Regions from separate parts of the Gossypium hirsutum genome. Here region 2 is linked to region 1. A link is a contact called in public Hi-C data. All regions are on one chromosome and are shown on one strand. Each heading gives the region's core, a stretch centred on a gene start, on an enhancer-like site or on the middle of the called end of the contact. The rest is flanking DNA. Distances are from core to core; before and after follow the strand shown.

Region 1 (7,355 bases), core at 1,271-3,770:
GTAGTTTTGTATTTTCTTATTCAGATTTTTAGATAACTTGAATTGTGTAATTTATATTTGAGTTAGATCGAAAAATATGATTTTTTTATTCGAGTAGATCCAGATAACTCGAACTATTTAATTCAAAATTTGAATTTTTTTATTATATTTTTCGGATACCGAATAACTTGATTAGCTTGAATTGTGTAATTTACATTGACAATGTCAAAACTATTTATACAAGCACTAGCACCAAATGCTAGTAAGAATCTTTAGGGCCAAATTTATTTATTTTTAGAATTAAGACTAAATTGATAGAATGTACAAATATTGAATTGAAAATAGTGTTATTAGGTCAATAAAAAAAGGTCACATCAAACTTCCGTTATCAATTTAAAGGCATGGTGACTAAAAAAATTAATTTTGAAAACTTTAATAGCTAAATCAATTTTTTTTTATAGTTAGGTGTCTAAAAAACACTCTCATAGTTTAGTGACTATTCATGTAGTTTATACTAGTCACGTAATCTATCCATTTCAGATTTAATGGCTTAGTGACTAAAAAATAAATTTGAATAGTTTAATGATCAAATTGAGAAGTTTCAAAATTTGATGATTAAAATAGAGAAACATATGAAAAATTCAACAACTAATTAGGTAGTTTACCCAACAAAGTAATATTTAAAGTAAAGAAATGACAATCACAATCACAATAAGAATGATGAGAATCAAAATAATTTTGATAAGTAAATCATTTTAAGCCATAAATTTATGGGGCACCAAATGGTTCCTTGTTTGCTTGGGTTCATGCCATTTGTAATGACACCATGTGGCACTGCCTTGCTACATGCTTATCTGCCTCTATCCTTCTGGTTCCCTTTTTGAGGTGAGGAATTTTGTCTGCATGCAGAAGGTTGTTAGGGCCACTTTGAGGCTTTGAGCAGTGGACGCCTAAAAATAGCAATGTACGCTGATGCTTGGTTCTCCTTCCCAAGAGTGGCTAGAAGCATGATCGACCCTTTCACCTCATTGCTTTGATTAGTAAACCCTAGATGGGAGTTAGCCTTCTTTACTTGCTGCTTGTCCAATTCCAATTTGTTGAAAGGCTTTCACGACACTGCCAATGTAACACACTTTCACAATTGGAGTATCCTACCAACATTAGTCGAAGAAACTATACCACTGCTATGCAGACATGGAGGAGTTGATGACTTCCAGTCATGTATTTGCAGTCACAAATTGAGATAAAAATTAAGTGCCAATGTGTCTCTATGCATATGGATGAGGGGAAACAACTTGCACTTGAGGGTATCAGAGGCTCTCGTGTTCCTCATATAGCTCTTAAATTAATGCAGATCCTCCATTCCCGATATGTTTCCTTTGGCAACTTGAAGTTGCATCCTTCTGGCCATATGGATGAGGGAAGCTACGTCCATTCCTTCTGGCCACACTCCTCGTCTATCCTTTCTGCTCCGGTGGGGTAACCCTTGAAGCTGCATCCTCATGTCCTGGTGCCAGATTTTTTCACCATGTGAGATCATCTAATTCTTTATAAAATTACTTATTTCAAAATTAAATTGTTGACTTTTATGAATAAGTTAGTCATGTAATTTATTAATTCACATAATTACTTGGAAGTAGCCAGGAAACTGGGAACCAGATAGCAATGGCGTGGCGGCTCATCAAGTCTTCCAATTCCAACCAAAAGTCTCCACTTCCCTACGCCACAGAAAATTTATAGGATAAATTCTGCTATTAGTCCCTATATTATGCTTAAATTATGGATTTAGTCCCTATATTTCAATTTGGTCATTTTCAGTACTTATACTTTTAGAATTTTTAAAATTTTGGCTTTGCCCAAATGGTAGCTACTAAAGTCATTTATTTTATTTTCAAAATTTGATGCAACAACCGTATTATTGCATGTGTAACTTGATTTCAACTTATTATTTCTATATATTATTCACAAAAAAATAAGTTAATAGATTTAACTTTTGTCGTTTTGCATTAAGATTGAACTTTCGGAATTAAAAAATATAGCAGCTAAGAATAATACAATTGAAGAACATAAACTAAAACTACAACTTTACACATAATACAAGATTAATAGTAGAATTTAACCAAATAGATTTAACTGTTACTATTTGGTCAAGACTAAAGTTTCAATATTTGAAAAGACAAGGACTAAAATCGACAAATTTTAAAAGCACATGCAAGCTTTTCAGAATCGGTCTGGTGGTTGAACTGATCAAGCTACTAATTCGCAGTCTGGGTGGTTCAATTAAATAAATCATTAACAAATTTATAAAAATATTAAAAATCAATTCAACAACTTTATATCAGCTCATGGCTCAACCGGTCTAAAGTCTTTTTCCAGACTAATACCTTGGTAGAGTCTTGATCCGATCTGGTTCATATAACCATGAATATAAGGACTAAAATTGATCAAATTAAATTAAAGTTAGTAAATCCATATCATACTCAAAATACAGCGTCTAACATCAAAATTTTACCAAAATTAAACGTTTCCCCGACAAGTGTCAATTCCTTCTCTCTTGATAGCACCAAATATGAACAATCATCATTGAAAACCATCATCTCCAGTTGTTTCAATATTTTTTCACTAATGGCCGACGTAGTTGTATCTCCTCTTCTACAAGTAGTCTTTGAAAAATTGGCCAACCCTTTAATAAACGAGATTGCCAACAGTCTTGGCCTCAAAAAAGAGGTAAAGAAGCTTCAAAGAATCTTATTTATAATTCAAGCAGTACTTGCAGATGCTGAAGAACAACAATTAACCAATAAAGCTCTCACAATTTGGTTATCTCACAATTTGGTTAACTGAACTTAAAGAAGTTGCTTATGATATGGAAGATTTGCTTGATGAATTCTCTCTTCAATCTATTCAATATAGGGACCATAGTACCATTGCTCAACAGGTACGTTCTTTTATACCTTCTTTGGTAAAAGCAGCTGATTGTATAGATTTATTACCCAGATTAAAACAAATCAAGGAGACATTACAGGTTTTAGCTGAAGAAATGTCTAGTTTCAATTTGAGTAATAAGGGTATTAGAAAAAGAGGGGTAAGGCAAACTGGGTCTTTTATAGTTGAATCAGAGGTTTTTGGGAGAGAAAAGGATAAAGTTAGGGTAATAGAAGAATTATTATCAAGCAATAATGGGTCTTCAATGGGGGATGTATCAGTTGTTTCCATTGTTGGTTTGGGTGGTATTGGGAAGACAACACTTGCTCAATTAGTGTATAATAATCCCATAGTCGTATCGTATTTTGATTTGAAGATTTGGGTTTGTGTTAATGATGATTTTGATGTTGGGAAAATCATGGTTTCCATTATAGAATCTGTTAGTAAAAGCAGATGTGATGTTTTGGGGATGGATGTATTGCAGCTTAGATTACAAGAGTTGCTTCTCGGGAAGAGATACTTGTTAGTGTTGGATGATATTTGGAATGAAGACGACGGGGAATGGGAGAATTTACGGATGTCGTTGAGAAATGGTGTGGAAGGGAGTAGAGTCGTCGTCACTACACGTAGTAAAAAAGTGGCATTGATAATGGAATCGGTGTACACACATCAATTGGAAGGTTTATCAGATGATGATTGTTGGGGTTTGTTCAAGCAACGAGCTTTTGGAAGTAACGGAAAGGAACATCACAATTTGTTTCCTATCGGCAAGCAAATTGTCAAGAAGTGTGGTGGTGTGCCTTTAGCTGCTAAGACTTTAGGAAGCTTAATGCGATTCAAACGAAACGAAAGAGAGTGGTTGATTGTTCAAGAGAGTGATCTTTGGGATGTATCCCAAACCGAAAATGGAATTTTACCGGCCTTAAGATTGAGTTATAGCCACTTACCATCACATTTGAAAGCTTGCTTCGCTTACTGTGCGATATTTCCTAGGAATTACATAATAAAACGAGAGAAGTTAATCCAGTTGTGGATTGCAGCCGGTGTAATTCAATCACCGGAAGGAAGAAGGTCGTTAAAATATTTGGGAAATGAATATTTCGAGGATTTGGTATGGATGTTTTTCTTTCAAGACATTCAAAGGAGTGGAAGTGGCTACATAACAGATTGCAAGATGCATGATCTTATTCATGATCTTGCACAGTCAATAGTGGGACATGAATTCAAGAGGTTGGAGCATGATAATATGACAGAAGATCTATCTGAAGTTCGTCATTCAACGGTGGTTTGTAATTTCAACTTATATACAGTCCCGGAAGCTCTGTATGCAGCAAAAAAGTTACGATCGCTCCTCTTATTGCTCCCAAAAGGTGACCTCGGAGAAGTTCCTAGTGAAATTTTTTCAAGTTTTAGACATTTGAGGGTCCTGGATTTAAGTGGTAGTGGCATAAAAAAGCTGCATGATTCGATTTCTTCCACTATATTTTTGAGATATCTTGACATCTCTAACACCCATATTGAAAATTTACCGGAAGGTATCTGCAACCTTCGTAACTTGCAAGTGTTGAACCTTTCCGATTGCTATAATCTCACTGCACTACCATGTGATATAGTCAAATTGTATAAACTGAGACATTTGATGATAAATGGCTGTGAAAGACTCGTTACAATGCCCCCTTGGATAGGAAAACTCGAGTACCTTCGAACATTGCATACGTTTATTGTGGGAAATGGTGAAGGTCAACATCTTAACCAGCTGCAAAATCTAAACCTTGGTGGAGAGCTTAATATTAGACAGTTACAGAATGTACAGGATGCAACAGAGGCAATGGAAGCTAACTTGATCGGAAAACGAAACCTTCAGTCACTGAGTCTATGTTGGGAAAGTGATGTTAACAGTCTAAATGACGGTATTTCCAATGATGACTGGCTAGAAGTGCTCAACCACCTCCAACCACATCAATTTCTTGAAAAGTTGTCTATCAGAGGGTACCAAGGAATCTACTTGCCTAGATGGATGACTGTTCAGAAACCAAATATAATCGAACTCAGGTTGATTAGCTGCCATAGATGTAAATATCTCCCTTTGTTGGGACAGCTTTCCCTCCTTAAGGTCCTGTACTTGCAAGGAATGGAAGCGGTGAAAAACATTGGAGCTGAATTCTACGGAGAAAGCATGGGTAGACCATTCCCTTCATTAGAAGTGCTAACACTAACAGATTTCCCTTCTCTAGAATTCTGGTGGGGTTTCAACAGGAGAGAAGAATTCCCTTCTTTGGTCAAACTGACAATCAAGAAATGCTCCAAGTTGCAAAACATGCCATGGATGCCATTGCTTCAACATCTGGAGCTGCACAGCTGCAACGAAATGGTACTACGGTCAGCATCTAACCTGACTTCTCTAAGCACCCTTGTGGTAGGTGATTTTGTAGAGCCCTTGATCTTCTTGGAGAAGCTGCTCCAAAACAATCCTCTTCTCATGTCTCTTAAGATTAGTTCTTGTCCAAAACTTCACTCGATCCCTCCAAGTTTAGAGAAACTCACCAGCCTGAAATCATTAGCAATTTGCTGGTGCGAAGAGCTACATTCATTACCTCGAGGATTGCAAAACCTTACCTCATTGGAGTCCCTGGAGATCATTGAATGTCCTAGTCTTGTTTCCTTGTCCGAGGATATACAAGGCCTGCGGTCCCTACGATCATTATCAATTGAGATGTGCAGTAATCTCAAGTCCTTACCAACAGAGTTGCAGTTCCTTACTGCCCTTGAGCACTTAACCATAATGTACTGTCCAAATTTGGCTTCTCTACCCGACAGTTTCCAACATCTATCGAGCCTCAAGAGTGTATCAATTTTGAACTGTCCGGAGCTGAATTGTCTCCCCGATGGGTTGCAATATGTATCTTCAATGCAGAATCTAGAAATCCGCAGCTGCCCAGGTCTGCTCGCTCTGCCAGAATGGATAGCAGAACTACCCTCACTTAGATCTTTGGCATTATCAGATTGTCATAATTTAAGTTCCCTCCCAAGTGGTCTGCAATCTGTTGGTTCACTTCAGCATTTGTCTATTCTAGAATGTCCAGCTCTGGAAGAGAGGTGCAGGAAGGATATTGGTGAAGATTGGCCTAAAATAAGCCATGTTGCTCATGTCTATATTGGATCAAGAGAGTCCCAAGGCAGCTCATCTCATTAAAGGTCTGCAAAATTTCCTTTCATTGCTCTCCGTTTTGCCAGTTCTTTACTTTCCATTTCATGCATGCATTATGTATGGATGCGTGCGTGAATGTGTATATGTGTGTGTGCATGCTCGTGTGTGTATGTAATTATGTTTGTATGTATGTTCATGCACGCGCCAATGTATGTTATTTTTATCTAGTCTTACTAAGAGTTTCTTTAATGTCTTGAACAAATTGCAGATTGGGAACTGCAATTGCTTGCTTATTAATGTAGTTGAAGCAAGACCAACGAGTTCAGCAATGGATGATATTCTTGTAGATATTTCTTTAGAAACAAATTTAATACTGTAGATATTTCAAATATCATGTGTAAAAATTTGAGTCTTTAGTGGGTAAAAGTATTACGAAGGTCCTTGTACTAGAAGTGAGATTGCATTTTGACCCATCTATTCAAAAAATATCCAAATTAATTCTTATATGTTAAAGCAAAGAGTAAATTGATCATTTTTGTTAAAAGTTTCATCTATTTATACTGTTAAAAACTGACCTGACTAATAGAATAACTAGACAGTAACTTGTGGCGATGCCACTTTTACCTCATACTAATAGTAAAAATTGAAGATTTTTAATGGAAAGATCAATTTATTTTTTGATCTAATATACAAAGATTGATTTGTTCACTTTTTAAGTACAATTCGACTATTAATACAAGGGTCTCTATAGTACTTTTATCATCTTTTGTGTGTATTTACAAAGTGAAAACTTGGCTGCATCAAAAAAAAAAAAGAAAAGAAAAGAAGATAGGTACAGAAATATTATCATATTGATAATAATTATTTTCACATATTTCCATAATTGTTTGTATTACATATATAAATAAGGAACGATTCACTTAAAAACAGTTAGGCAAATGGGAAGACGAAGTTCATTGAAAGCTTCAAAACCCAAAAACGGTACATATGGTGGCCCGAAGGCAGCAGTACAAATGATTCTACAGGCAACCCCGAACGAAAACTCATGCCCATTACGCACACGATCATCTCCTGAAAGACACCTTCATGCATCATGAATTTGTACCAAATGATTTTACAGTATAAGTGGATCCATACTCTCTTTGTATCTTTATAAATTAATTCAACGGGAGAGTACCATTTACGAGTGGCATTGCCGGTTCAGGGTTGCCGTACTTGTCTGCAGGTTGTACAAGAAGAATTCATCAGTTACAAAAGTTGAGGAACCCCATAGTTATCAATAGTAACAACACAGTGGAGGAAC
Region 2 (7,355 bases), core at 2,138-4,637, 170 kb before region 1:
CTCTTGAAAAAATTCAAATCCAACTAAAAATATTGAAAATTAGGAGGAAAAATCAAATTTGTCATTCTCTTATTGGAAAGAGATAGGGATGATTTGAAATCACAGTTTCATACAATCCTTTCTCTGTTTGTATATATATATATTGTGTTTGATACTTGAACTTGGTAACTAAGTCCACTTTAATACATGAAGTTCAATGGCGAATCCAGAAATATGACTTAAGGGGGCCAACTTATATTAGCATTTTAGGGGCGAACCTAGAAAATATTTTGGAGGAGAGTCAAAATTAAATTGTATATTTTTACGATAGTAAAAGTGCAACTTCACTATTTTAATAGCTTATATCTTTATAATTTTTAGAGGATAAAATCAATTTTTATCATTTTGGGGGGCCAAAGTACAATTTTACTATTATTAATTTAAAATTTTATAAATTTAAAAGGCCTAAATAGAAAAATTTTCATTTTATGGGGCCGGGCCCTTGCCAACCCCCCTGGATCCACCCCTGATGAGGTTTGATTATGTAAAAAAAGTGATGATGTGTAACTTTGAGATTGTACTACATCATCAGTTGAAAATTAAAGTATTATATAAAATCTATTTTTAAAAAAATAAATAATACATTTTGTTAAGTTTCAATTATCCAATTGAATAGTTATTTTTTATTTCCTAAATATTAATTAATTGATTAATTTAATTAAATTATTTTCTCAATCCAATTCTAATTTCATTAAAGTCATGGTAATTTTACCGTATTGGATTCCATGATGAAATTAATTTAATTGTCTCATCCAACAAATCTTATGATGACTAACTAATATAATTTTCACTACAAATTTCAATTATTTAATTACAATAATAATTCAAAGAAATTAAATTAAATTTTAAGTCATCTTTTGTATTTAACGAGAAAATGTATTCATTGCGAATAGTGATACATGCGATCTACATTCAATTTGTTTCGAGTTATCTCGATCTAGTGGAGGGACCGATTGGACATATATAATTAGGGCTTGAATAATATGTAATTAAGTTTCAGTATTTTCTCTATTAATTACAACTTAATTAATCATAAATTCATTCCACTATAATACAATGATTGAACTCTCCCTTATTATATACCATTATAAAGACTACTTTATTAAGTGTTCGTCCAATAACTTTTTCATAAATGTATGTTACCCTCATAAGATACCATTAATCTCTTTGAGACAAAATCTGCTCTCCTAATATGATCATATTCTATCGCATGATTTTCATTACATATTGGTCCTATTTCGTGCTCGATCTATAAAAGAGCTTTCATATGCTCGATTTTGATTGTTTAACCATAAATGAATATGCTTGGTTTTGAATTATTATGTATGTGAATATTTTTTTTTGTAAATTAAATGTAGTTGGTACGACAAAGAATGTTGCATTCCATAACTAGAACCTGACAATCGAGTCGGGCGAGGAATGTTACAATATAAGCATAAGCATGCCAACGGTGAGTTCCACATTTACAAAGGTTTCCTTATGAAAGGAAATAAGCTTTGCCTTCCTCGAACTTCTTTGCGTGAGAAAGTTATCTAGGATTTACATGACCTTGGAAGAGATAAAACAATTGTTGTTGTGGAAGAAACGTATTATTGGTCTCAATAGAAGTGAGATGTTGGTAGATTGGCTAAACAATGCTATACATGCCAAACTGATAAAGGGCAAACTCAAAATGCCAGCATTTACACCCTTTTACCAGTTCCTGAGCATATTTGGCAAGATTTACTACAGACTTTATGCTCGGATTGCCACAAACACAACGAGGTATGGGTTCAATTTTGGTTGTGGTTAACCGTTTCTAGAAACTGGCCCATTTCAACCCTTGCAATTAAACTATAGAAGCCTCTAATGTCACTACACTACTTTTCAAAGAGAGAGTTTGCTTACACAAAGGTCCTAAGTCGATCACCTTTGAATGAGATACTGTAAAAATATTATCATTCCATTTTCCTATATTGTATCGCATCAATTCAGTCATTGAATTTACCAAAAACATCACTAAAAAACTTAAATGATACCATACATAAAGAGTAATTATATCATTTAAATATATGTTATATTCTCTAAACTTATATTTTTTTTAAATTTAGAATTAGAAAACTAGTACTCACATATATGGCGGAAATATACCACACCACTCACACATACCACACCCACAAAAAGGATTTAGAGGCAAATTTAAAAAGATGAGAGGAGAGAAAGGAGAAACATGTGTATGTTAGTTCAAAGTTACGCATTTTTCAAATGTTTTTTTTTCTTTTTTTTTCTATTTTTAAACAAAAACAAATAAAAAAAACCATATTAGTCTTTTCATTTAACACAAATGAATAAAAATAGGCATATGGCCCAATTTGAACTCACGCCAAATGATTAGTAAAACCTTAAATTTATCGTCCAATCAAAACTTCATTTCAATGTATTTTATGCAATTTTCTTTTAATATGCATAATTTATTATCTCCATTAGTTATATATCAATACTATTTATTAAGTGTTTTACTAAGTTGTTTTCACCCTCAACCAAGTCACCAACTTGATTAGTAAAATTATGAAAATATGAGGATATATTAGTCTTTTCATTTTAACAAAAACCAATGAAAATATGAATATGTGATATTTAAACTCGCACCAATTGAATTAGTAAAATTTTAAATTTACCATTCAACCAAAACTTCATTTTGATATATTTTATGCATTTTTATTTTAATATGCATAATTTATTATCTCCATTAGTTGTATATATTGATAATATTGTTAATTGAGTTGGTGTCACAAATCAACTCGATGCTAACTCACAAATGATGACAAAATCATGATAAATAATTATAATGCATTTAGTATTGTTTATCTTATGTATTTATGTGTTTAAATTTCGTACATATTGTATATGTGTTGTTATTATTATTAATTTCAAATCTTACATTTAATTATTTATTATATGTTTTTTTTTGGAATATAATTTAAAAACAGTAACACATTAAAATCCATTGGGTTAAACCCAACTAATTGGTCCCAAGAAAATAGAATGAAATTGGGCTACTAGTTGGCCCATAAATTCAAAAAACGAAATCAAACAGGAATTAGAATTCTATCTTTACTCCAGTCAAACAGGTACAGCTGTTCCTCATTAATATTTATTTTTAAACACATGTATTTTTAATATGCATTGTTATTTTCCTTCCATTTTTTCATCTCTCCTACCAAACAAACTTATAGAAAGTCTTTCAAATTTCCACTTTACTAAGCAAATTCAAAAAGGTAAAAAGTTGGGACAATGTATTATACACGTGAACAAAGTGAAGAAAGATGAAGAAGAAGATAGGTAAGGGTAAAGTGCACGTGAAAATTGATAGTTGGTGTAGCTGTATGGATAGAACATTTATCAAAAAACATGACATTGAACTTTAATAAAAGCCCACCCCTTGCTTTTCTAGTTTTCTTTTTCAATATTGAGGTCAATATTGAGGTACCAATTCATATGTGTTTGGAAAAATTGTAATTTATGGAAACTGTGAGGCATATTTTTAATAGGTAAAGGTGGAGAGTTGAATAATTATAAAATTATGATTTCATATTTTACTCTATGAGACCTTTATAACGGTATATCATATGTTCAAAATGATTAAGTGATGAATGAGAAATTGATGCTCAAAGTAAGCTACTTAGAAATATTTGTTAAGGAAAAGAAAAGCTTAGATCCATATTGATTAATACCAAGTGTGAGATGTGTATATGTATGAGAACTCACTTAAAAGGCAATTGAATGATTAAGCTTGGAACTTTGTCTTACACATAGAGGGGGTGTAGATCCAAACCTATCAGGGTTGGGGCTTGTTCACATAATGTAAGCGATGCGAAATGTTTGGATTGGTTGGGCCCATAATGGGTTTTTGGATATTTAGCCCAACGTAAAATTTATTTTAATCAAATTGATTTAATTGCCCCTTTAATGCAGATTTTGTCTCGTTATACATGAATATTTCCAAAAACTCCCCCACTTTGAATGTCTATAAAAGGCTAAGACTTCTTTAGAATTTTTTGCTCACTCTCATACCGAGATTATTTTTCTCCAAAATTCTTCTCTTTTCCTCTCTATATTTTCCAACATCCAGTGATAGAAAAAAGGCACCGTTTGTCCGTTGATCATTGCAGAGATGCTATTGTTTCGATCATCATGTTGTTGTATCCTAGGAGACATTCAACCAAACATTCTCCAAGTACTGTAGGAGCAGCCAAATCTGTCTTAAGAAAACTGTGTAAAACAGGTCTCAACATTTAGTAAAACTTGTTTCTTCTTTTTTATTCCTGGTTTTTATTATGTTATTTATTGGTTTTTCATATCTGATAATTTAAATATAAATTATTCAATTTATTTTATTTTTTATCTATAAATATTTGTTTATTTATATTTATACATTTTTGTTCGCTAACGTGTTTTGTCTAACAATATATCCTGTAAATGATGTCGTAAGATTTAAATTAGAATTGTCTTTTTACAAATCTATGATTATTTTTAAATTTTTGTGATAGGAAATTCCGAATTTGAATCTATTAAGTAATGAATTTGTGGTCCATAGAGGTGCTCATGGGCCGGGCCGGGTTCGGGCAGGGCTCAACTAAAATTTTAGGCCCATTCATTGGGCTCGGGCCGGGTCGGGCCCAAAAAATGGGCCTAAAATTTTAGTTGAGCCCGACCCAAATAAAAATACTAAAATTTGGGCTCGGCCCAGCCCGCCCGTATTTATTTTTATATTATTTTATATAATTTTTAAATATATATAATACATCAAAAATATTTAAAAAAATCAAAACAAATATTTTCCAACAAATTGAAAATAAATTTTAAAAAAATGTAGACTTAAATAGCACTAAGATAGATGCAACTTAACAAGCAAATACCTTTAAAATAATAACAAAATTAACAAATACCTTTAAAATAATAACAAAATTAATAATAAAATAAGTTTTATACAATATCCAAACAATAACAACAAAATAGTAGCAACTAATAGTAATATAGTAGCAAAATAGCGAGAAAACAACAAGAAAATAACATTAAAAAACAAAAAAGAAAATGGCAGATTTTTTTTGTCATTTAGTGAATTCAGGCCGGGCCCGGGCTAAAAATACCTTACCCGAGGCCCGACCTATTTTTTAAACAGGTCTTATTTTTTTGTCCAAGCCCATTTTTCAGGCCTATATTTTTACCCAAATCCTCCCACATTTCGGGCGGGCCTTCGAGATGAGCCGGATAGCCTAACCCATGAGCAGGTCTATTTGTAGATAATTAAACAGGATAATTCAAATACAATGTTACAAGATAGCCCAAAATGCTAAGTCGTGACACACGCATAGGTCGCTAATTGATCATATATACATTCACGACACTTGTAGATAATTATGGTTTCACCTTCGTATATTTAGTATAAACTCTCCCAAATTATCTTGTAAGTCTTTTGAATAAATTATCAACCTTTCGATCTTTTATTTCATTGAGAAAAAGAGAAAAGACACAAATCGTCTTTTACAATCACAAATGTAAAACAATGTTAAAGTATGAACATTGCTATACAAAAGGACCACTCAATCAAAACTTGAGTAGTGTGAAGGCTAATGCATCAAATTACACTACAAAATTTTAATTTTAATTGGTATATAATTATAAAATTAATTACGTAATAATTAATTTAAAACAATAAGTGTAACTCAACACGAATGCAAAATTTAATTAACGCTATTGTTTATTTAATGTGATTATAAAATTAAAAAATTTTAATTATTAACTAATATTTTTTTTATTATCATATAATATTAATAATATATTACAAAAAATTCTAATGTTTTAATTTAATAATTGAAAAGTTTCTTCTAAAGAAGACTGGGCTGAGCTTTGACCCAAATCCATGATAAGAAAATGGACCTAGATTGAGTAGAGCCCGGACTCTATAAAGGCTCAACTTGAACTGAAAGTTATTTATGAACCTTTTCTTTACCAATCCAAAGTTATTCCTTCACAATGTATATATAAAAATTTATATTTAAGTTGGTATCACGAGTTAATCAGATATTAGCTTAATTAAAAAATTTACTAAAATAATTTTATAAAGTAATAAATATTAATAGAAAAATATTTTTGTGATTTAATGTTTTTAATAAAATAATACTATATTAGGATTTGAATCCATGACACATGAATTAGTAACTTTTAACTTAATCATTACAACTAAAATCTCATTTGATTTTAATATAATTGTTTAGAAATATATTTTTTTTACATAAATTCGGTGTATCGAGTTAACTGACATCAACTTAGTTAGGAAAAAATATTTTAAAAAATAGAATTATATAAATATTTTACTTTTATTGAAAAACAAATAAAAATAACTTACCTACTATATGCATGTAAGTTTTTTTAATCAAAACATTACTTCTCTAGTATTATTATTAATTTTGAACAATTTCATTATAGGTTCTGATCATATTTGTTCTTTTTGATACAATATCTAGAATTACCCATAGTCCCTCCCCAACCCATAAATAGAAAGATCATGCACGTTAACGCACACGTCCTCCTACATTGACAATAATGCCTATGCCAATAAATATATTATAATCTCAAAATTGTATACGAACTTTAGTTTAATGTTCAAGTTTATATATGAATTTTGGTTTTGCATAATTTTATACATAAAATTTTGATTTGAGACAATTCTTACAAATTATTAATACAATTATTAATATAGCATCATTTTAAGTTTAAAATAATTATATTTATCCAATGTAAAAATAAATTGATGATTAAAAATGTATATTATTGAATCAAAATTAGACTTTAGGACTTAAACCAAGTCGCACAATTGATTGTGCTCTCAATTAATGCACTTAAAATAACCGTTTCTCTAATAAACAACAATAAGTGCTCTTAGTACATTACATATACAAGTCTCCTAAATTTTTAAATAATTGAGACCTGCTAACATACTCTATCAATTATAATTAATCTTCCTTCGAAACAAGCAAGATAATATGTATAAAGAACATATTCAATGATACCAGGATAAGTCTTGAATCCTCAAGATATACTTTCAAATTTTGCTCAATTCAATCACATTCATTTAACTTGGGAAGTTGATTGCTTTGATTCAAATCCAAACCAATATTTACTATGTGTAGTTTGGATATCAAAGATGGGCTTGTTGTCGTCCAAAACATTAACAAGAATCATAGCCCAATAATTTTTGTTGCTCAAATTTCCCAACTTAAACATGATAAGTTTTCTAAGCAGACAATGCTATAATCAATTAACACTTAACCAAA

What was found. A called contact is a pair of places that touch in the nucleus more often than the background predicts.
Region 2: a contact with region 1 is called in a Hi-C map of leaf, with 5 times the contacts expected there. The contact joins the enhancer-like site here to the promoter of LOC107941328 in region 1.

The regions. Positions count from the first base shown.
Region 1 is chrA06:3,324,462-3,331,816 of Gossypium_hirsutum_v2.1, reverse strand. LOC107941328 (disease resistance protein RGA2) reads left to right here and starts at 2,520. Exons shown (of 2, transcript XM_016874885.2): 1 at 2,520-6,099; 2 at 6,321-6,556. The coding sequence starts at 2,846. The coding sequence ends at 6,097. LOC107941329 (probable beta-1,4-xylosyltransferase IRX9H) reads right to left here. Exons shown (of 4, transcript XR_005928252.1): 3 at 7,230-7,271; 4 at 6,884-7,123.
Region 2 is chrA06:3,496,018-3,503,372 of Gossypium_hirsutum_v2.1, reverse strand. No RefSeq gene overlaps it. Among protein-coding and RNA genes, the nearest start is that of LOC121230300, 4.3 kb to the left of the region's middle. Within about 2 kb of position 3,387, at least 1 of the 9 cell types and tissues checked has an H3K27ac peak or open chromatin away from gene starts, as enhancers often do. A contact at or near this core is called in leaf, where this site is marked.